2 separate regions of the Mus musculus genome follow, and region 1 is linked to region 2. Evidence: chromatin contacts called from public promoter capture Hi-C data. All regions are on one chromosome and are shown on one strand. Each heading gives the region's core, a stretch centred on a gene start, on an enhancer-like site or on the middle of the called end of the contact. The rest is flanking DNA. Distances are from core to core; before and after follow the strand shown.

What was found. Promoter capture Hi-C pulls out the DNA fragments that hold promoters and counts their contacts.
Region 1: a contact with region 2 is called in a promoter capture Hi-C map of the HPC-7 cell line. The contact joins the promoter of Micall2 here to the promoter of Gper1 in region 2. A contact is called at or near these places in 3 of 39 promoter capture datasets (the HPC-7 cell line, cranial neural crest and second pharyngeal arch cranial neural crest), 1 of 115 datasets of contacts at active chromatin or transcription factors (acute myeloid leukemia) and 1 of 9 other capture datasets (embryonic stem cells).

The regions. Positions count from the first base shown.
Region 1 is chr5:139,732,052-139,738,885 of GRCm38.p6, reverse strand. It overlaps Micall2 (MICAL-like 2), which reads left to right and starts at 2,553. Exons shown (of 17, transcript NM_174850.3): 1 at 2,553-2,868. The coding sequence starts at 2,726.
Region 2 is chr5:139,418,515-139,425,866 of GRCm38.p6, reverse strand. It overlaps Gper1 (G protein-coupled estrogen receptor 1), which reads right to left and starts at 2,688. Exons shown (of 3, transcript NM_029771.3): 1 at 2,513-2,688; 2 at 1,995-2,206; 3 at 1-187. All of the region lies in intron 2 of 3110082I17Rik (RIKEN cDNA 3110082I17 gene), which reads left to right.

The DNA.
Region 1 (6,834 bases), core at 1,304-3,803, 310 kb before region 2:
GTTGGATGGGGGAGCACCAGCTATATGAGGGCTGGAGGGGAGGTGGGAGGAGCCGAGAAGAGCGCCCAAATGACTTCAGTGGCCTGGTGGAGTTGCACAGTGGGCTCTTGGAGTCAGCTGGAGAACCAAGGCCCAGAGGGAACATGGTAGGGTGTGGCCTGCAGAGTCACGATAAGCGGGGCTGGCAGGTTCTGGTGGCTGATAAGGTTCCTGGACTTTATTCAGAGGAGAGTTGGCAAGAGGGGCTCTTGGAACATTTAAGGAGGTCTGCAAGGTGGACTATGGTGGACTAAGCCCCCGGGGGAGCATGTGGGAAGGCTCACAGTGGTGGGCAGATTGAGGTGTTCCCGTTTGGGGGACTCTAGAAAGGCAGGCTCTATGAGGTGCTGGTGGTGACATGATTAGTGGCCCCAGGGGACTGTCACGAATACTGTCCTCAAGCTCCCGAGGTGGCAGGAGCTAAGGGTGGGGAGTCTGAAGAGGCTGGTCACATGATGACCCTGGAGCTGACATTAGAACTCAGACCCTGGCATGGCCCTCCCTCCGTTTGCACACCCTTTCTCCCCACGTCTTGGCAGTTACCTTCCTTACCAGCTTTTCCGGTTCTTGTAATTGCTGCCCAGAGGGTCAGGAAAACCTGGTTCCGGGACCAGGCTCTAGCTGAATGGGGTGTGATACTGCACTTTGTCCTCCTGGCGAGAACCCTCGGGCAGGTCAGCTGCTTCCACTGGGCAAGGGTTGGGGCTATAATCCCAGGGGCAGTCTTGTGCCCTCCAGAGTTGGGATGAGGATCTTGCTGCCCACCTACCAGCCCCACACCTGCTGCCTGTACCCAGGTGCCTCCTTGATGCCAGCCCACAGCTTGGGCACGGAAAACCTGTTTTCACTCCTGGTAGAGACGGCACCTGGCTCCAAGCCAGATGCCATTTTGGGGAAAACACCTACCTTCCTAAAGATCCTGCCTAGACAAGCTCTGGGGCCCAGCTGGGAAGGGCCGGTTCACACTGTTGCTGTCATAGTCCGGTCCATCTGATGACATATAGATTCCTGAGGGTGCGGAGAAACAAAGCTGGGCAGAGGTGGCGCACACCTTTAATTCCAGCACTTGAGGAAGAAGCAGGTGGTTCTCTGTGAGTTCGAGGCCAGCCTGGTCTACAGAGTGAGTTCCAGGATAGCCAGGGCTACACAGAGAAATTCTGTCTCAGAAACAAAACAAAACAACAAAAGAACATTCAGGGCAGCCCCTGGCTCTAACTGAGGACCTGGGAGAGGTACTTTCCTTAATCACCCCTGGCATCCTCAGAGACTTGAAAGAGGCTAAGAGTCTCCTGTCTCAAGACCCCTGGAGCGTGCCCCCTCAGCCTTCCTTTCCTCCTCTGTGAATGTAGAGCGGTTATTCTGGCTGGCTTGGCACCCTTGAGGGTGAAGGGAAAGCAGACAGTATTTTAAAGTTTGAGACAGGGTCTCAGGTCGCCCATGTCAGCCTTGCACCCCATATGTATCCTGGGATAAGCTTGGATTTCTGATCTTCCAGCTTCTCCCCGCTGAGGGCTGGGATTCCAGGTGTGTGCCATCACGACCAGTATCTGTCTGATGGGAAAGCACACTACTCAGCAAGGTCCACCCCAGCTTCCAACCAGACAGCTTTGTAGACCCTGAAAAGGGACACTCCTCAGAGGTTGCATCTACCCTAGCCTCTGTTTTCCCATTTGTCAACAGGCTGCCAACTCTAGAGGCTGAGGCAGGAGGATGAGTTAGGCAGACTAGGCAGCTTGGCCTCAACTTTAAAAAATAAAATAAAATAAAAGAACGCTGTTGCGGGTTTGGACTGGAGAGATGGGTCAGTCGTTAAGAGCATTTGCTGCTCTTCCAGAAGTCCTGGGGTTTAGTTTCCAGCACCCACATGGCAGCACAACCCGCTCCAACTCCGATTCTAGAAGAGCAGGGGCCTTCTTCAGGTCTCCCGGGCTACCAGACACACAAGGGGTGCAGATACACTTTCAGACCAAAGCCCATATGCATAAGATAGAATTAAAAGTAAGAAAGAAAACCGTAGCTGGGAGTGTAGCTCAGCTGGTGGTATGCTTGCCTGGCATGCAGGAAGCCTCAGGGTCCATACCCAGCACTGCACAAACCAGGCATGGTGTGGGGCACAAGCCTGTAATCCGAGAGCAGTAAAGGAGGTGGAGGCTGGGGAATCTGAAACACAAGGTCATCTTTGCTTTTATAATAAGCTAGAGGCCAATGCGAGCTACATTGGTCCCGGTCTCAAGGAAAACAAAAAAAGAAAACCCCGACGCCTCTGCTGGGAGTTATGGCTAAAGGCCAAGGCGGGAGCCAACGCCCAGAGTACCGGGCCCCTATTCTTCAAGTCCCAGGAAAGAGGGGGCGTGGTCTTATGTGGGCGTGCCCTTTGTGGGGCGTGGGTGTGGCCTGACCAAACTGGGGCGGTGCGGCCGGAACAAGGAGCCTGTGTGGAGCTTGGAGCTGGTGAGCCAGGCCTTCAAGAGGCGTGATCTTGTGGGGGCGGGTCTGAAGAGGCGGGGCCTCTAGGGGGCGGGGCCGGCGGCCTCGCAGGCGTCAAGAGTGTGTGGGGCGCCGGTCTCCCGGTGTTCTCTTCTTCCAGCCCGGCTGGTGGTCGGCGGGTCCGGGCCTCCTGCGCGTCTCGGGCCCAAGAGGGGCCTGTAGCCAGCTCCTCGAGCCGCCAGCCCGTCCTGCCGCCCATATGGCCGCCATAAAGGCCCTGCAAGAATGGTGCCGGCAGCAGTGCGAGGGCTACCGGGACGTGAGCATCACCAACATGACCACCTCGTTCCGCGATGGCCTGGCCTTCTGCGCTATCTTGCACCGACACCGGCCTGACCTTATGTGAGTGCTCTTTAACCCCTCTGTCGGGCTCTGATGTGCCGCTGCAAACGGGAAACTGAGGCCACGCCTGCCTTGGGATCCGGGTCGGAGGTTTCAGACACACCCCTCTCAGATGGGCCACCCGGGGTAGAGCAGAGACCTGCAGGTACAGCCTATTTGGTGGTCTCCAAGGCTGTGGCAGTCAAGTAGCCTCTGTGCAGGCCACCAAGTGCAGCTGGGCCAGGGGCCAGGACATGGGCTGTCCAGCCGGCTTAGTCAGTGGTGACTCAGGGCAGCGTCCGCCTTCCCCGAGCTCCCTGAGAAAGGGCAAAGGAACAGCTCCTGGGGGTCTGAGGTCTGGCCCCAAGATCAGGGCCATTTGAGGCTTCTAGTGGGATTACTGCCCCTCCTCTAATTTGTCTAGGCATCTTTGGGAAAGCAATCAAAGAGGGAAGCGCAAGCCTTTTAGCACCTTAGAATGACAGGAGACAATGGAGTCTGGGCCATCATCCTTGGAAGTTGTAGGAGAGGACAGGGATTGGGTCTAAAGCCTTCTATAGAAGAAGAGTCTTGGCATAGGAAGTTGGGAAGCAAGCCAGCTCTGTCTTGTTGAAGGACCTTGGCCCACAACTCAAACTGTTCTATCAGTTATTCACTTAGCAAACACTTAGGCAGACTCTGTTACAGGGACCTAAGTTAGTCTGGTGACCAGAGTCCTGAAATGGGACAAGATCACCTACAGCCCATGCCCTTCAGAGGAAAGCATTCTCCTGTACATGGTACATAAATGCAGAGTTGGCTGGTCTGGGAGTGTTTCCCAGGGAGGTCTTAGGGCTGAGTGAGGCTCCAGGCAGCACCTGTGGAGCCCACCTCAGCCAGCCTTCTTGCTGTGCAGATGGGGAAACTGAGGCTCCGAAAAGGAAAAACAAACAAATATTGTTCGTGTTACACAATGTGTCAGGAAGAGCCAGGCCTGGTGCTATCAGACTCCCTTGTGCCAAGCTTTGCTCTGCTCAGGAAGCCGGAATCTTGAGCAAGAAGTAGGCTTCTGCCCTGTGGTTATGAATTCCCCACCCCAACCCCCGAGCTGCTTGGGAGGGCCCCATGGCATGAGCCTCAGTCACTCTCAGGGAGATGGATGGTGTGAGCTCAGTGGGGCATCAGTCATGTGGAAACCAGGAAGCTGAGCTTCGATGGATGCTGGGCCAAGGATGTAGACCTTGGAAAATGGACTTGGGATGAGAACGTGGGTAGTCAGGTTTCTTCCGGTGGTGCAGGGGGAGTCTGGATGATGATGCAGAGTGGGGAGCTCAGATGAGAACTATGTGACGAGTTCTCAAGTGGAGGAGACGATGATGTTGGATTTTGGCTGGATTAGCCTCAGCTGGTAATTGGACAGGGACAGGGCCTTTGCAGACATGGGGTTTCCTCTGCTCCGAAGCAGGGACTATGTGTGCTCATGGCCTGACATGTAGTCCCCACAGAGGAGGAGAGGTGTACACGAAGAGATATATGTTTATTTATACTTGTATGTTTACTTGTGTGTGCATGTATATGCTGGCACAGGCAAGTGTTAAAGATTTGCTCACTTATCTAATGAGTGCCTACTGTATACAGCATAAGGTCATCTAGTGCAGGGAGCAACTTCTGGTCTCAGAGACAGAAGTTCAAGGTAATGACAGGGAACAGGGAACCAAGAGTTGGTGACAGGAAGGAGGCTGGACGAAGAGGTGCCTGCTCAGTTCACTCTGGGAGGGTTATCTCACACTGCTGACTTCCTTGCGGTCTCCCCAGCTGGACTGATAGCTCAAGTCTCTTAGTTAACCCGGTATGGCAACCTGGAGGTGGTTACAATGTAGCTGGAGCCCTACAGATAAGGGCCTGCCTTGTGGGCTCAGTAGATGTAGAAGTTTGGTAGGAGCTTGTGTGCATTTGGAAGGAGTTTGAAGGTGACAGAAGTAGGAAGTCCAGAGGTGGAGACAAGGGACACCCTGGGGCTTTCAGAAGCTGGGAGGGATAAGACCCTCTGTCCTGTAGCAAGTATGTCACTGCTACACCTTCACACTGGATCCCTGGCCTTTGGGAATCTGAGGACAGGTAGCCCTGGGTGTGGATTGTGTAATAGCAGTGGTGGAAAGAGCGTAGGGATTTTGGCAAGAATCACACTGATGAGATTGTAAAGCAGTGGTTCTCACTCAGCCTGTGGGTTGCAATCTTCTTGGTGGGGGTTAGGGTGTGTGTCAAATGACCCTTTTACAGGGGTTGTCTGAGACCATTGGAAAACACAGATAAGATTCATTAACAGTAGCAAAACTATAGTTATGAAGTAGCAACAAAATAATTCTATGGTTGTGGGTCACCACAACAGCAGCAACTGTATTAAAGGGCCACTGTGTTAGGAAGGGTTAGAAGCACTGGTGTAAATCGTGCCTGAGTACAGGAGGATCAACTTAGACCATGTGAATCCAAGTATTAAAAGCCCCCAGCATGGACTGGTGAGATGGCTCAGTGGGTAAAGGGGCTTGCCTCCAAATCCGATGACCTGCTTTGGATCTGCAGGACTCACCCACATGATGGGAGGAGAGAGATTGACTCCCCAAAGCTGGGATTTTACCTGCACATGTGCACAGTGTTTTATGTGTCTCCTCCTCCAAATGTGTGTGAGTGTGTATGTGTGTGTGTGAGTGTGTGAGTGTGTGTGTGTGTGTGTGTGTTTAAAAGCTCCCAGCCTGTGTCCTGCCATGCTCTGGCCCAGGTTGGGTGTTGGGGTGGGGGAATGTCTCACCGCAAAGTTGTGTAACTACCAAGAGGAGTGGAAAAATGTGATGGACCACAGGTAGAGAGGGTAGAGAGGGGCTGTCCTCTCTGAGGAGCCCCTCGGTCAGATCTTGGCAGGGTTGGGGGGCACTCTAGCCCACTTCTTTCCCTGAAGACCCTCTGGCAGCAGGAAGGTGGACATCCTGTCTCCTTGTCCTTAGCTTTGCCACCAGGAAGTCCTTCCCTTTGCCTGACCTCAGAGGTTCCTCCTGCTGCTGAGTGTGCTTCCTGTGGCCCTCGGTGGAGCACAGCTGCGAGGGAGCAGGCCTGGGCATGGAGCCAGCCAGGTGGGGCCAGGCTGCAGGCTCTGAGCTCACGGGTGCTGTCTCTGTCCGTCCCACATCGATAGGCCCACGGGTCTGAGGAAATAGGTTTACCAGTGACGCCACCTGGGCCAGCTCCCTGCCTCATGCCACACGCTCCTGCTCCACCTCCGAGCCTGGGTTTTCCACAGAGTTTAAGTAGGTGCCTGCCCACAAGGACCATTTCCGCAATGAAGCCACCCTGCGGCTGCCAGGTGAGAGCTGGGGAGCCACCCAGTGCAGCCCAGCCCAGCCCAGCCCAGCCCAGCCTAGCCCTGCCCCAAGTGGAGAGACACAATGTGGCTGGTTGTCCTTTCGGCCCATGGAGGCTCTAGTTGGGCCATGGGGTCAGGGGCATAGGATCCTGTGGCTCTGAGCCAAGAGGTGGAGGAGGTCGCTTCAGGGAAGCCCCCACCTCTGGTAAGAGAGCCTTATGGGTCCCTGGGCTTGGACTTAGGCTGTCAGAGCCTTTGCCTGATGTTGTTCTCTCACTACATCTTTGTTGTTGTTGTTGTTGTTGTCGTCGTCGTCGTTGTTTCAGACAGGATTTCTCTGTGTTGCCCTAGCTGTCCTGGAACTCTCTCTGTAGACCAACTGGCCTCAAATTCAGAAATCTGCCTGCCTATCTGTGCCTCCCAAGTACTAAGATTAAAGGTATAGACCACACCATGCCTGTCCCTCCCCCACCCCCCCTCCCCCCCCAGACACAGTCTCAGGTGTTCCTGAGGGCCAGGAACTCACTATGCAGATCAGGCTGGCCTTAAACTTCTACTTTTGTCTCCCAATGCTGGGACTGAGGTGTGTATTACCTTCTTTTTCTTTTGTTGAACTGGTCTTACCTAGTCCAGGCTGGCCTTGAACTTACTCT
Region 2 (7,352 bases), core at 1,439-3,938:
GGTCACAGAAAGCTGTTTTATGTGACAGCTCCATCTTCACAAAGAAAGATAAACCAGGCATTTGTGAGGCAGGAAGAATCGTCCTGGGAGCCTGTTAGTCTCAGAAAACCAGAAGGGTGGACAGGGTGTCTGATGTCTGGGCTGGTGCTGGGCAGGCACACCTGCTGCCTGCTCACCTTCTGGGCACCTGTAGAAGCAGACGGGGCAAGACTTAGCATCTAGAACCCTGAGCATCCTGAAGGAGCCAGGTGTGGTGCATGAGTGACAACGGGGTCCACCTGGACTCTGGCTTTCGCCACCCCCCTGAGCTGGAGCAGAAGAGATAGACGTGGATAGACGTGGAGTGTTCCTTTATGTTCCCTAAGAGCGCCCACAGTTGGTGACAGTCTGTGAGTCATGGGAGATGTAGTGGGACCAGTCAGATCACTGGCCCGTGAAATACCGTGAGTGTGTGGTGTGGGAATTTGAGGAAAACTACTGTTTGTCGAGACAGGAAGTCTCATTAACTTCAGCAGCTGTTGGAAAGAGACGTGACATGGGAAGGGAAAAACCCAGCCTTTCTCAAAGGTAGTCCAAGAACCCAAGGGCTGGGAGCTGCCTTTTCTCTTGCAGTAAAGTGGGAAGAGAAATTTTGTTCTTTGACCTGTGGCGGTACTGAGTGTGGTGCCAGGAGGAGACACCTGCCATCGTTTAAAGGGAAAACAAGTAAAGAACAAGCATTGTTATTGGAGGACTGGGATGTAGCTCAGTGGTAAAACATTTATCTGGCACACAAGAGAGCTGTGGGTTCCACCTTCAGTATCTTTCTCTTGTGTGCGTGTGTGTGCATGTGTGTGCACGCGCGTGCACACACGCGCACACACACAGAGAGCTGTATCATTTTTTCCTGAGATGAGTTTTTGCTATGTAGCTCTTGCTGTCCTGGAACTCACTCTGTAGACCAGGCTGGCCTCGAACTCAGAAATCCGCCTGCCTCTGCCTCCCGAGTGCTGGGATTAAAAGGCGTGTGCCACCAACACCCAGCTCACACAGCTGGTTTTGAGGCAGGGTCTCTTATAGTCCAGGCTGTTCCAAATTCACTAAACAGTAGGGGATGACTCCTCGTCCTCCCGGCTACTCTGGAGGTTGTGCTCCGGAGGATCCCTGGAGCACAGGCGTTTTAGACTAGCTCAGGCAGCAGCCTGAGACCCCGATCTCAAGGAATAAGGAAGACAGGAGAGAAGAAGGGAAGCAGCTTGTCCTTTACATAAGTTCCTGTGAAATACAACATTTTAGGCACTGCAGCCTGGAAGCTGAGCTTCATTGGTCCCTGGGGATGGTTCCTAGCCTGTATGACTCTGCCTCGGGGCTCTCTGGGGTAATCCAGGTTCTCAGCGGCACTAGCAGTGTCTCGAGACCCTAGGGTGTCACTGTGTAGGAGATGGGTGCTGGCATCTGGTGAGTGGAAGCTGAGAATGCTACTAAGTGTCCATATTGCCCCGGGCAGGGACATGGCAGCTACTGTCCCTGTGTCTTCCTTCACAGTCAGAGCGAGACAGCAAAGTGCTCCTCAGATGTGCTCCTGAAAACACATCTCTGTTGCTTTGCTTGTGGTGATTGCATTTGGTTTTGAGGTGGAGCAAGAGCAAACCAGAGGTTTAAATTGGCCTTTCTCTCCCCAAATACTGCTTCATTAAAATGATGGGAAGAAGAAAGGAGGGGCTGTGGCCACATCCTGCCTTGGATGTGTGGGTGTGGGTGGCCAACCCATCTTTCATGGACGTGCCCATCTGAGCCACAGAAGCGCCAGTCTTCTGAGTCTAGCTACAATGCAGAGGGTTTCCCTTCATTTCTTCTGATACCTGAGCCTGGTGCATACTTTAATCCCAGCACAAAAGGATGAGAGGCAAGTGGAGCTCTAAGTTTGAGGCCAGCCCAGTCTATGAAGTGAGTTTGATGCCAGTCAGGGCTGAAACAAACAAACAAACAAAACCTGAAAATTTAAAAGTACTCACCCAGAGTGTGTGAGTGTTGAGGCTTGGCCACAATTCCAGCAGCTTAAGGGGAGCAGAGTCCTTGGATGGCTTTCTCCCTAGATCTGATCAGCTGTTTTGGTGGGTGCATGGCAGAAATGACACCCTGGCTTCTGTCCTTGGTCCAGATCGCTGCTCTGTTAATCTAACGATCAGACTTAGTGTCCTTCTGATTTTCTGTTGGGTGTCCTGATCTGGGGAAACAAGACTAGGTTTTTGCCAGGCTTACGAGGCCCCTGTCCTTGAAACAGTTGTAAGCTTCCAGGACTCCCTTGGCAGACAGAGTGGCAGCATCGTGGTGTTACAGGGCGTAGCCAGGACCCAAGTGTGGCCGAGCTTTAGGTAGGCATGCTGTTGTTGCCTGCGCCTGGATAGACCTTGCTCACACCTATCGTGCAATCCTGGAGGCCGAGGGTGCATGACTGCCCCACCAGTGCCACCCCACCCCAGCAAGGAGTTCCGAGCCACACGCAGTCCCGGAACCTGAGTGTGAATCTTACCTGTGCCGTGGCGTTACCAGGCCATCTGCTGGAGGTGCTCCTGGAGCTTGCTCCAGGGATGGACCCTGGACTTGCAGCACTTTGGGGACGGTGCCCAGCAGGGACCCAGCAGGAGAGGAACAGAAGCACCCGCCCGATGCCTGGGGATGGATGCCTGTGGCCGTCCAGCAGCGTCTGGCCCCCTTGGCACAGCGCCTCCTTTATAGACTTCCCAAGCCTACTCACTGGGCTCTGGCCAGCCTCCCTTTAAGGCCAGCATTAACCATTTTTTTGCTGGCAGTTTTTTTCCTCCCACATGTAGACAGTGAAAACGACCCTGCTGGATGTGTATTTTATGGAAGTTTCCAGTGTGACTGCTGATTTTCACCCACTGACACATTTATTTAAAGTGTGAAAGGATTATAATATTGTTTACCTTTTAGGTAAGAATCCTTCCTCATTTGTTGAAGCAATGATACCCTTGCCTGTTTTAGCTTGTGCTGGCTTTAAAACTGAACACTGAGTTTCCTCAATCAGCATGGTAGGACTGCAGTCACACAGCAAATGTAAGCTATAGTTTTCCTAGGGATGCTCGAAGTGGGAAATACAGTCTACAAGTAGCCGGCATTTTGACCAGAAATTAGGAATCCAGGTGTGTTTTCTACTCTAATGTTAGCTAGGGCTAATGTCCCTCTACCCAGGGGTCAGCTCTGTCTCTAGTTCTAGACCGTGTACAACCAAGGTGGGGGGGGGGGGAAGTGGCCTTGTAACTTACTTAGTACGTATCCACAACACTGGGGTTCTCATAGAATTGTGGCCCTGGGGGTGGAGACAAACATGGGGAACAGGGCTTCGCCACATAATCGGACCTCCTGCAGCCCCGACCTGAGCAATCCAGTCAAGTGATTATGTATTCGTAATGATTTAGAGTTCGTTGGTCTCATTTGTGCACTCTTCTTTGTATCTGAGTGTGTGTGCATGTTTATGTATGTAGGTATAAATGTATGTGGATGTAGAGGCTAGAGAACCTGTTTGCTAGTCCTCAGGTTCTGTCCACCTTGTTTGTTTGTTTGTTTGTTTGTTTGTTTATGGCAGGGTCACTGATCAGCCTAGGGCTCACCAAAACAGGTAGGATGGCTGGCAAGAGACCCCCAGGGTCCCACCTCTTCCCACTCAGTGCAGCCCCCTGTGTTTTTAGCTTGATGTCTTTTTGATTGTCGGCAATCTGTGATGTTGAATACATTGAGAGGGCATTTGTGTTCTGAGCATGAATATTGCATACCTCTGCTGGCTGAGGACTGCAGAAACCACCACATGCTGCTCCTCTAAAGGGGGACTCTGTGCAGCAGGAAGAAGCAGATACTGGGTTGGAGAGGTGGCTCGGCAGTTAACACTTGTTGCTCTTAAAGAGGACAGAGGTCCAATTCCCAGCACCCCTAGGGTGGCTCACCATCATCTGTAACTCCAGACCTAGGAGATCCAACCCACACTCTCAGACTCTGGGAACCAGGCACACAGGTGACACCCATGCCGGTAAAACAGTCATACACATAAAATATGTTTATGAACAGATGAAGCAGTTAGCTGCATGTAGACAGCTACAGGGTCTCTAGAAAACAACGATCAGCTGCCCTGTGCCCACGTGTGTAGCTTCCTGCTAGAAACATGTTTGGTGGCTTTCTATAGGAAACTGGCTTAGAATCTTTGAGATATGCATTTTTTGAAATGTACACTTCTTTAAATAGAGTTCCATTAAAAATACAATTTTTAGTGGAAAAATACTGTTAGGGCCCCTTTGAGCTGTAGAAGCCCTGACTACGGAGTTGGCTTTTTCTCATTTGAGCAGCATGGGAAGAGCCCCTTGGCCCTTCAGTATCTTTTCACCAGCTTACCAAGTCAGGATGACGTCAGCACCAAAACAATGCCTGCGACACCATCGAGAAAGAAACAAATGCTGAGAAAACACAGCTTCCTTTTGAATTAAATAAATAAAACAGAAACCCAAGCCTTGAAATAGCCAAGGAATGCCACTTAAAAATAGCCGCTCCCTTAGAATTTCCCCACTCTTGCAAGCCCATGGTCAAGTTCCATGGTGTTGGACCACTGAGAGGGCCTTTGCTGTCTTCTGGGTTCCTGGGAGTCCCCTGGGGTGCTCTGATGCCATGCAGGACTGGCAGCTGAAGTCTTGGGGGCGCATCTTACTCTGAGCCCAGCCTTCCCTTCAACATTCCAGGTAGTCACATCCTACGTCTAGTCTACCACTCTGCTGAGAGGCACAACAGGACCCAGGCAGAGGGCACGTCTGCCTTCTGATCTCCATAGGTTTTAGTATGGATAAGGGATGAGAGAGACCTTAAAGATTCTGTCAGTACGGTGCAAGTCCCTCTTTGGTGAGAGCTTCCTTTGTAGTCTCCGATCTAGGCTGCCTCTGGGCTTGGCTTCTTGATAGAGGACAGAGCCTGAGGAATACAGCATGAACATTTGCAGGTGAAGGCAGGCTGGTGGCTGAGTCTGGGCCAGGGTCCTTGTCCTTGGACCAGCCTGCTCATGTTCTTCCTGGTCTGCTTGGCCCCATTTGAGTTTGATGTCTATGTGGGTTTGGCAATATGTTTTGTGCACAAGTCTACAGTTGTTTATAATGGTGTTGTATCTGAGGAACCTACACTGGCTGCTGTACCATGGCAGGAAGGGCCTGGGCTGCAGAGTTCACACTCCATCAGTGACTCAAGGCTAAAGGGAGAGGCCTGAGAAGTTCAGTGGCAGGCCCACACCATATACAGACAGTATTGGATCATATATGAGGAGCAGGTGCAGTAATGTAACGCCTTCATGAACCTTCTTCACAGGTGCTCCCAGCACACAACCCAGTCATGTTTCAAAGGTCAGGATCCAGAGTGCCACCAACGCCCCCCCCCGCCCCCCACCCCCCGCCCCCCGCCCCCCCCCCACGCCCCCCCGCGCCAATCAACCACCACCTAAACTTCTCTCTCTTGGCCTTCCTGCCGTCTTCCACAGCATAGATCAGCCCCAGAACTTCATGGGTCTAGGGTCACCTCTTGCCTGACAGTCCTCGGGAACATGATCCCAGAGTCTGAGCATGGCCGGTATACAGCATTGCCCTTCCGACTCCTCAGTGGTCATCTGGAGCATGGATCTGACCTAAGACTGGCCTTTTGACATTGTGATTGTCCATAAGTGTGGTGGGTACATCCATAGCTATTGTGGGACATATGTGGCCCAGAGCTGCAGGTGCTTTCCTGAGTGAGGCGGAAGCTTCCTTTCATCAGCGAGGCCACCCTACCTCTTAGACGGCAACCTGTTAGGAACCCAGAGTGACAGCCATTTATTTGAGTCAACCATCAACACTCTTGCTCTTCTGACCCTTGCTCATGGGATTTGTTTTGACTCTGAAGTGACAAGCCATGTGTGTTGGGAAAACACAGCACAAAGCTTGGAGAAATTTGCCAATGTGTTCCCACTCTACAACACTTATGCGTTTTGGGTATGTGTATATGTCTGTGTATCTGTGTGCATGTGCGTTTGGTGGCCAGAGGCCTGTGCCTAGTGTCCCCCTCGGTCACTGGCCAGCTTAGTTTTTGAGATGGGATTTCTCAGTGAACCAGAGTTTGCTGATTCAGCTAGACTGGCCAGCCAGTGAGTTCCAGGGCTCCCCCTGTCCCCACGCCCCACACTAGGGTTATAGGTATGTGATGCTGCACACAGCTCTTTATGTGACGCTGGGGACCTGAAGGCAGGTTCTCATGCATCTTTACTAGCATTTCCCCAGACACAAGTTGTGCATTTTCCTCTAGTTTTTCAGCCTCAGGGGAGGTAGGGAGCGCTGGCTCCTACCTGGAGATGGCACAAAGTGCTCAGGACAACTAAGACTTGACTTAAATATGTAAGTATTTAGTAGGGCAAGAGGCAGGCATCTTCTTCATAGAGAAAGAAGCAGAGGCTAAGCATTTGTCTGGGTCCCAAGGTAGGCAGGGAGGAGCCGGTCAGGGCCAGCTCTCCTGGGCCATTGCTGAGCACTGTCTGCCCACCCTGGCTTGGGAAGGCTGTTCTGTCAGGGTCTGTGCAGAGCTGTGACACAGCCTCCCCGACTCCTGAGCCTTTTCTCATCTTATGAGATAGTGACTGGAAAACCACACCTCCAGAGAGACACCCTCATCCAGGTCCCAGACCAGCCTGGCCCGGGACCATAGGAGTGAGCATCTGAGTGCTGTGGTCCTGGTCCTGCGAGAGGTTGTGCAGGCTTCTTACAGACAGACGCCCCAGATGCACACTACAGCTGCCATCCCAGGCTTCCTGGGACTCCCGTTTCCCAGAAAAAGCTAGTTCAGTAGCCCTATCTCCCAATGTGAGAAGGAATTTACAGCCCCAGGAGAGTGTCCTATCCCTGCCCTGCAGCTGCCACCTGCCCCTCTCTTGCCCCCTCCCCCTCTAGCCCTCAGAGCACACAGCCGGGGGCCTGTGGGGAACAGTTTCAGTTGCTTCAGTGTTGACAGCTGGGCCTCTTTCACGGTTGCTGGGAGCATTCTGGTTGCTTCCTTTGATTCCTGGAGAGTGTTGGCAACCAAAAGTGAGTGTGTCCAGCTCAGAGTGTAAATGGGGGTGGAAGGGGCCCTGAGTGCTATTCAGAGAGGCCGTTGACACTGTAGAGTGGTGATGGAGTGAGGCTCTGGAAGGAGTGGCAGAGATGGGTGCTTATTCACAGGCCACAAAGCCCCTTCTTAGCCAGGAGAGCCTTGGGACCCACAGGCCTCTCTCCCCACTCATGATGATCAGTTCCAAGTTTCCTTTTCAACACTGAGAGTTCCTGCACCCGTGCCCTGGGTCAGAGCACGCAAAACTGCTT